2 separate regions of the Macaca mulatta genome follow, and region 2 is linked to region 1. Evidence: chromatin contacts called from public Hi-C data. All regions are on one chromosome and are shown on one strand. Each heading gives the region's core, a stretch centred on a gene start, on an enhancer-like site or on the middle of the called end of the contact. The rest is flanking DNA. Distances are from core to core; before and after follow the strand shown.

Region 1 (4,266 bases), core at 705-3,204:
GAATTCACACTGACATATAAACAGTCAATCAGCAAAAATGCAGATATGTAGTTTGTTTTTTCTGTCTCAGTATATTTGATACTTTACAGTTTTGATAAGAAGGAGAGAGTTGGAAAGAAAATGAGGCCCAAGGGAAGATAAAGTTTTCTTCAGCTTGAGTTTTTGAAAGGGTTGGTCTGGGATGACCCTGTTTATCTTTGTGCACTTTGAGATATGCTTGTCCTGTGTGACCAGCCCGCACAGCTGGGGAAGTGGTAAGGAGTGAAGAAGTGTTGCTTTCCCAGCCTCCTCTCCACTGGGAAAAGAAAGAGAGAGGCAAATGGGGTGATGATGATACATCAAACCGCTTTTTGCCCCTGTCTTCCTGGGCCAAAAAGAAATACTTCAAAAGCACAGTGTGAAAAAAAACCCTCCCAAAGGGATAGTCATGTTATTACTTCCCAGGATTATGTATTTCCCCAAATAATTCCCTCCTAGAGGTTTTGCCTTCAGGCTTCTCACTGAAGACCTACAGGCAGAAAGGGCTGTATGTATTATATTATTATTATTTTTTAAGAGACAGGGTTTCACTCTGTTGCCTAGGCTAGGGTGCAGTGGTATGATCATAGCTCACTGCAACCTCCAACCCCTGGGCTCAAGCAATCTTCCTGCCTCAGCCTCCTGAGTAGGTGGGGGGACTACAGGTGTATGCCACCATGCCCTGCTAATTTTTAAATTCTTTGTATAGATGGGGGTTTTACTGTGTTGCCCAGGCTAGTCTTGAACTCCTGCCCTCAAACAATCCTCTTGCCTTGGCCTCCCAAAATGTTGGGATTACAAGCATGAGCCACTGCTCCCAGCCACTATGTACATTCTTAAAGGACTGCCTTCCCTATGAAACATCTTTAGTACTTTCCCAACAAGCTCTGCGGCATTCAACAGTGGATGAGAGACGCCTACAGCCCCAGACTCTGAGGTGTATTGCAAAGTGTGACGATGTACTCAGTGACTTGCCTTACACATTAAGCTGGCCGAGGCCACTAACTGTTTCATAATACATGGCTTCTTTTAACCTCCAGTCTAAGAGGGCTTAATGAGAAATAGTCTGTCAGATTTCAGGATTTCAAGCCACTGCTCTTGTTTCTAAGAAGGACACACACTGTGTTGTGCAATTAGAGAAAACCAGGCTGAGCTTTCGTCATGCGAAATGTAATGCCTTGAAGCCAAATGATGCTGTATTTTTAGTTGTAATTACTGGCTTGTTCTCCAATCCACTCCTTGCCCAACGACCTCCCTTGCTTCTCCCAAGAATCTTAATACAGTTTCTTCCCCTCAAAAATCCAACTGGCTATATAGATCTTCATTACTCGCCTAGCCCTCTCACTCTTCAGTAAAATAAAGGGAGGAGAAAGAAATCAAAACCAACGAACCTATTTTACATATCTTCCCCTCCAGGGAAAAGATCTTAGCAATATTCTAAAGGCTAGAGTGAGGTAGGAGGTGTCAAAAGCACCCTTACCTCCCCCAAACAGGCAGTTTTTGACTTCAAAAAACAGTTGTGGTAAAAATATCTCCCAAGAACAACCAGTTGTTTATAAATCTGTGCGTAGGGAAGCTTTATTTTTCTGAAGTGTTTTCAAGAACATGCATAGTGTTTGGGTGAGAGGGGCCAGCGTTGCTGGCGGCGAACCAAAGACGGCCGGCGGCGAGGAGGCTGGGGTGACAGGGACCCAGTGGATAACGGGCTTCAGAACGCCCAGGGCTTCAGCCTTTTCCAGGCGTCCCTCGCCGGGGGAACGCGGAGCAGCTGCCGTTCTTACTGCGCCCCAGCAGATGGTGGTGTCAGCCCGGCCTCGCGCCCGGCCGCCGCTGCGCCCGCGCCCCTCCCCTCGCAGATGGCTTAATCAGGGCTCCCGCCCGCCCCTCCGCAGCCCCCGCCCCGCGCGTCTGGGCGAGCGCTGCGAACGTGGAGCCAGGCAGTCAAGTGTTACTGCGTACAGCAGGTAGCCTGGCAACTGAGAGCATAATACCGAGCAGATGGTGTTCGCACGGCGTGATGGACATCACACACGACAGCCTGAGACAATCCAGGAATTCCCTGGTGACTCTAGGCCCTCTTTACACAAAATGAGTTCTCTCTCCATTGCCGTGTATCTCTGGGGTTATCTTCCCCCCTCTTCCGACTGACACTGAACTGGTTTCTTATTACCGACTTTTCTTCCAGCCGGAGGGGAGGGAGAATTCAGGTGGGGGAGGGCGCGGGAAGGGGACGTGGAAGGAAACGGAAGGGCTGGGAGTGTGGTAGGGGGGCAGTGGCGACCTCAACGGGGCGGAAGGGTGGCGGACACCAGACCCCAGGGCCGACAGCCCGGGAGGGACCGGGTTCCAGGACCCCAGCTGCACAAAGCCGGCGCGGGGAGGGGGCGGTAAGGAGCGAGCCTTGGGTCGGCCCGGCACTGCTGCCTCGGCTCAGAGTCCTTGCAATCACTTGGCCTACGAACAACTTAAATGAAATTTAGGGTTTTATTGAAAAAGTCCCTTGGGGCCTAATTTAGCCTCTCGACTCGAGCCTATATGCTTACAAGTCCTTAGGGGACTCCGGCTAAGAAGTCAGGAGTGGGGCCCGTGCGCCCCCGGTAGGACCGAGACTGCCTCTCGGCGCAGGCGGCCCTAACAAAGAAGCCCACGAGGCCGTCCCGGGCGCTGGCAGGGGCGGCGCGGCGGCGCTCGGGAGACCCGCGAGGGGCCCTGGAGGTCCTCGGCCAGCGCGCGCCGCTCGGGAGCCCGCGAGGCTGCAGTGTGCTCCGGCGGGCGCATTTCTCAGGCCCCGTCACATCGTGTGTGTTAGTGGCTGGGGAGGACACGAGGACAGAGATGAGGATTGTTCGTGGCAGGAAAGAGTAAAAATAAATCAATGCATAAACAAAAAGGATGCCCCAGAAAACCTGTGCTTTTCTCACACACACACACACTCACTCACTCACTCTGAATTGGGTCAAGTAAAAAAAATTTTTTTTAAAGAAAGGAATATTTAGCCCAAGTGGGATTTCAACTAAATTTTATATATCAAAAGATAGCTACATCCAACCTCTCACCAGAATCCAGAGGCTTTCTCCTGCAAAGATACTATTGAAAGTTTTATTAGTAAGTTTGAGAAGGCGAAAGTATATATCAGAGGTGAAAGCTAACGTGACAATTGCTTGGCCAAAGAGCGCAGCAGTTTTATGTTATTGAGCAGCACAGGATGAATCGAACACCCATGATGGCTAGACAGAGGCGCCTGGCTGTGATTCCCAGAGGTTCAGGCAAGCCATGTGACCTCTCTCAGTCCCCACCCTCTGAAATGAAAACCATACTCATAAGACTCCTGACAATGGAAATTTTGGAGGTGACAGTTAATGAAGTGCCATAGAAAGGAAATAGCTACGAATACTCTAAAACCTCCTCATTCCAAGTATGGGCAATTTGGGAAAAATGAAGAACTAAATTAGGGGTTCTCATGTGGTTGCAGGATCAAATGCATTAGTCCCCACCTGGGAGCTTGTTAGAAATGCAAATTCCCAGGCTCCTCCCAGGCCTCCTGAGTTAGAACTTTTGGAGGTGTTTTAACAAGCTCGCCAGGTGATTACGATGTCCCATAGAGAATCACTGGGGCAAATAATCCTGTGCCCTGATTAGATTGCAATGCTGCATTTTCAAAAGCAAGTCAGGGTGCTGAGTTGCTTAGGTTTCTGTTGCGAAGTTTCCTGCTTTGGAACAAAATTCTCAAAATTTTCAGAGGGTTGCTCAGGCCAGTGATGTTTGCAATGCAAACCCAAGAATTCTGAAAGGAGCCCAGGGCCAAAAGGAGCCAATTCTTCCAGGAGGGACTGCTCCAGTTACAATTGTGCTGTGGAGGCTGAGGAACACCCATGACTGAGGAAGGGTGAGTCCCCCATAATGCCCTTGCTAAGGAAGCATCAGACATCCCTAGACCTACAAGTCCCTGGTGTAATAAGGTGAACTATGGAAAGCTATGATTTGAGGAAAGTTCCCTCTGATTGAAAGAATTCTTCAAATATGAAGAATGTAACACTTATGGGGCACCTACTCATTGCAAAACACTCTGCTAGGGGCTTTCACCTGTATGTTTAACTCATTTTGTTTTTTATTTTTTTTTAAAGCCCGAATTTCTGAGAGGTTAAGGAACTTGTCTGATGTCCCACAGCTGGTGGTGGCGTCTCTGGGATTCTGACTTTTCCACTGACCATAACATGCATCTGGTCTAAATTGAGCAGACCACCCAGG
Region 2 (4,213 bases), core at 1,711-4,210, 420 kb after region 1:
GGAGGGGAGGGAGGAGGGGTTGGGCGCCCTCGGAGAACTGGGAGGAGGGAAGGATTCTTGAGGCCCAAGATAAACAAATTGTTCCTCTTCACGTGCGGGGTGAGGGGAGGTGGGGAGCGAGCGCTGCGGCGTCGCCTCCCCTCCCCCTAGCCGACTCTTTGTCACCGAGCGCCGGCCCGAGCGCCCGGCGAAAGCCCGTGGCAGCACTGGCATCACCCCCGGCGCCGGGGACTCACAGACCGGGAACTTGTGCGATTTCTAAACCGCACGACGGGAGGGCCGCCCCTGCCGGGCTCTGCGCCGCCGATCGCGGGGCGGTCTGCACGGGAAACGGGCGAAGGTGCGCGGCCCCGGCACGCTCCAGGATTCCCGTCGCCCGGCCCACCCAGCACCCGGGCGGCGCGGTGGGGGAGGGGGCGCAGACACCTTTCCCAAGCTTCCGGCCTCCCCTCACCCAGAAAGGAAAGCAAAAGAACCGGAGAAGGGAGATAAGAGAAAGGATTCTAGCCTCCGGCTTGGGGGGTGGGAACTGCCCCTTCCTCCTGGAGAAGTTAAGCCATTGGCTGCTCATCCTACCTCGAACCCGCCCACCCAGCCATTTAAGCCTCTTTTACCTCCCTGCTACCTTCCACTGCTCTGGGCTTATTAGGCAGGCCCCCAAAGTTGGCGGGCAGTGGGGCGGGGGGAGCCAAGCGGAGGACTCCGTGCAAGCAAGTTTAAAAGGAAAAAAGGAAAGAATCCCAAGCGAAGTTGTATGGCGGGGCCTCTTGGCGCAAACCTTGGGTGTTGCTTTCCCCTCCCGCCCCCTCCAGGCCGCTCCCCTCTTAACCCTCCCAGCCGCTCCACCTGCCGGGCTGGCCCCGAGTCTCCAGCAACCAGCGGAGCGCACCCGCGCCCCGCATCCGCGCGCGCTCCCGCGAGCACCCCCGCGCGCAACCACCCTCGCTTGTTTCTCACCCACTTCAAAGTTCATTCACAAAACTCTCAGACTTTCTCAGCCCAAAGTGGGTGAGCTGGGGAGAGGAGGCGAGAGGCTCTCCTTCCCCGCTTCCCCCTAGGGGTTGAGGGCCTGGTGCCCGCCCAGAATCTGCGACAGCATCAACATCTCCACGCACCCAGCGGATGTGCAGAGGGGTGGGCGTAGGGGGACGGGTCTGGGGAGGAGAGGCGGCGCGGCTAGAGGTGGGGTGGGAAGCGGCGAAGAGGAGGAGCAAGGTTTCAACTCAGGGGTTCACTCTTTCAAATCGGTATCCAAGAAAGGGAAGGGGGTAAACTTTTCCAGCACCTCACTTCGACGCTCCTCTCGGCTCCCTCCGCCCCTCGCAGTCGTGACTGGCTTCTCCCCTCTCGCCCCCTCCTCCCCAAATCTGACAACCTTGACAGATTAACAGGTAGCGGCGACGGCAGCTTTTTCCCTAAGAAAAGTTGACGTTAACCCTTCGGCTTCAGCCCACCTCACCCACCGTGCAAATCAGACCCTTGTACCCCTATGTAAGAAGCTCCACGCGCCCCCCACTACCAGCACCACCACAACCCCCAACGCGCGCCGCAAGCCCGCTGCCCGTGCGCCCTCACCATGATCAGCGTGTGGTTCCTCTGCTCCGCCGAGGCAGCCTCCGCATCTTGCTGGGGTTTGCTCGGGTGCTGCTGTTTGCCGGTGCCGGCGCTCGATTTCTTGGCCCTCTGCTCCAGGGTCCGCTGGTAGAGGCTCACGGTGTCCCGGCGCTCCAGCTCCAGCTGCTCCACCTGAGCCTGCTGGTACCTGTTCTCGCAGTTGACGTGGTGCCGCCGGCAGCCCTCGATGCGCTGGCGGAGCCGCTCCACCACGGTGCTGTGCTTGGGAACGGCCGCCGAGCCGCCGCCGGGGCCCCCGGAGCCGCCGCAGCCACCGGCAGCCGGGTGATTGCTACTCGGAGCAGCGGGAGTACTATTGGGAGTATTATTCACACCGATCCCGGCCCCGCCGAGGCTGCTGTTCAGGCTACTGTTGATGCAAATACTACTGCCATTCGCGGCAGCAGCGGGGGCTGCGAAATCCCCCATCCTGCTCCCCGGGCACACTATTTTGGAAGAACTTTTTTTATCCACCCCCCTATCAGCCTCCTCCTTGGGTCCAAGGATTAAAATAGTTTAAGTGGAACGCGGGGGAGACGCAAGCACATGGATGGAAACGGCGATCCCGACGGGGCGAAAAAAAAAAGGGGGGGGAGATTTTGGGGTGGTTTTTTGTTTCCTTTTTTTAAACTGTAAAAGCTCGAGGGGAAGAAAAGGGGGGAACGTTATCGGAATACCATCAGACACCTATCAACAAAAAGAATCACAACAAACTGAGCCAGCAGCAAATCGGGTTGCAACTCAAGGGGAGATCCGCTCCTCGCCTGCCTTCTTTTTATAATCCATTATTTTCTAATAAATTCCAGGAGATTTCCGGTGGTTGGCAAGCATTTTCTCCCTACGTACCGAAAAACACACCCCATGTACACACACAAGCATATGCCTCCAGTGCGGACACGCGCGACACACACTCACTCCACACCGCATCGGAAAACGGCAAGCTTGCTTATTGCATTTTCCTTCCACAAAAAAGTTTTGGTGTTTATGCCGCCCCGTGTTCTCAAAGTACTTTGGCTGTTCAGTTGCATTTCACAGGAACCTAGATATCGAATCCTCGGGCTGGGGGAAGTAAACACATGGACAGTCCGAGGCGACTGCAAAAGTAGATCGGTGAAGTCCTTTGCAAAACGCCGCGCGGAGAGCAGCACCTAACGCTCGGCTGGGCTGCCGCTGCCGCCGCTGCTCCTGCCACCATCACAATGATCAACTGCTCGCCGCCGCCGCCGCCGCCGCCGCCGCCGCCGCCTCCTCCTCCTCCTCTCGCTCCTCCACCTCCTCCTCCTCCTCCATGCCAGCGGAGTGATATCAGGACGCGCGAGCTCAGTAAACACGGCAGCGGCGGCGGCTGGAGGCCGTGAGACAAGCCCGCGGACACGGCGCAAAACCCGGCCCGGACTCTCACCCGGCAGGAGCGGGCGCGGCACGCTCCAGCACCCGGCTCCCGCCTCCGTCGCCTCGGCGCCCCGCGCCCCTCCCACGCCCCCAACCACACTACCGCCCTGCCGAGAAGCCCAGAGTCGCCAGCAACGGGGAGAAGAAAGATTCTGGGGGATCTCAGAAATAAATCAACTTTTGACCTGTGTGTGTGCGTGAGAGCGTGTGTGAGTGTGTGTGTCTGTGTACGCGCGCGCGCGTGCGCGGGGACGCGCCTGGTTGGGTTTCCTTATTCCAAGGGAGGTTATCAAGCGATCCCAAGTTGTTGTTATACATTTATGCATTATATTGCAGAAATGTGCATGACCAGGCAGAAACATTGAAGCTTTACAGCAGTTGTCTGTCATCCCTATCCATGTGGAAAGAAAAAGGCAAATGAGTGACTTGGTTTTAAAACCGAAGTAATAAGTCTGCGCTAGTAACAGCGCTACTTATGGACACTTGTTCTAAGTCTAGGCCAGTCTGAACACACAAGTACCAAATTCTAAATAAATGGAAATAGGCTTAAAAATGTGTAATATTATTTAATTCACTGTACATAATGATTGTTGTTACTAAGTCAATTATTGTTTTACTTACCCTTGGAAAAAAATAAAGCAAGCAGGGACTTGGAGGTGAGACTAACAGTACATTTAAACAGACTGTTTTGAACACTAGGTGCTAATGACAGCAGTAATTAAGGGTCCTTCGTAAATCAAGTGGAAAGATTGCAGATTTCATGGACTAGAACTATAGAAAAAACACAGCATTTCACAGTTTGTCATGACCAAAACAAAAACAAGCAAAAATAACAGGCCTACTTTATTGCTGGATATATTTCTTTCCATTTCAATGAATTCACAATAAGTACAATTAAAATGGACTAGCAAATGCAGAAATCAATCTAAACTTTCCATTTTATTAAAGCACATTATCTTTCCTGATATTATCTAAAAACAAAAATAACAACAACTAAGGATCAAATATTCTTGAATATGGACTTAAACCATTGCATATACATATTTTTCAAAATTAAGATGGGGAAATTATCATTTCTGGAATAATCAGTAAACTATAAATCTTGATTGTGAGATGTTAATTATAAGTCATTTTGTATTATTTCAATAAATCTTAAGAATTAGTTTTTAGGGTAAAAATACACCCCAGTTGTCTAAAATAGCCAGGA

What was found. Hi-C and Micro-C count contacts between places; a contact is called where the count stands out from the background.
Region 2: a Hi-C map of fetal cortical plate shows a contact between it and region 1, with 5 times the contacts expected there. The contact joins the promoter of MAML3 here to the enhancer-like site in region 1. A contact is called at or near these places in 5 of 14 Hi-C or Micro-C datasets (blood, fetal cortex germinal zone, fetal cortical plate and 2 more).

The regions. Positions count from the first base shown.
Region 1 is chr5:148,607,292-148,611,557 of T2T-MMU8v2.0, forward strand. The region is part of intron 2 of MAML3 (mastermind like transcriptional coactivator 3); the gene reads right to left. Among named protein-coding and RNA genes, the nearest start is that of MGST2, 62 kb to the left of the region's middle. Within about 2 kb of position 1,955, at least 26 of the 40 cell types and tissues checked have an H3K27ac peak or open chromatin away from gene starts, as enhancers often do. A contact at or near this core is called in blood, fetal cortex germinal zone and fetal cortical plate, where this site is marked.
Region 2 is chr5:149,023,710-149,027,922 of T2T-MMU8v2.0, forward strand. MAML3 (mastermind like transcriptional coactivator 3) reads right to left here and starts at 2,961. Exons shown (of 5, transcript XM_001088303.5): 1 at 1,576-2,961. The coding sequence starts at 2,043.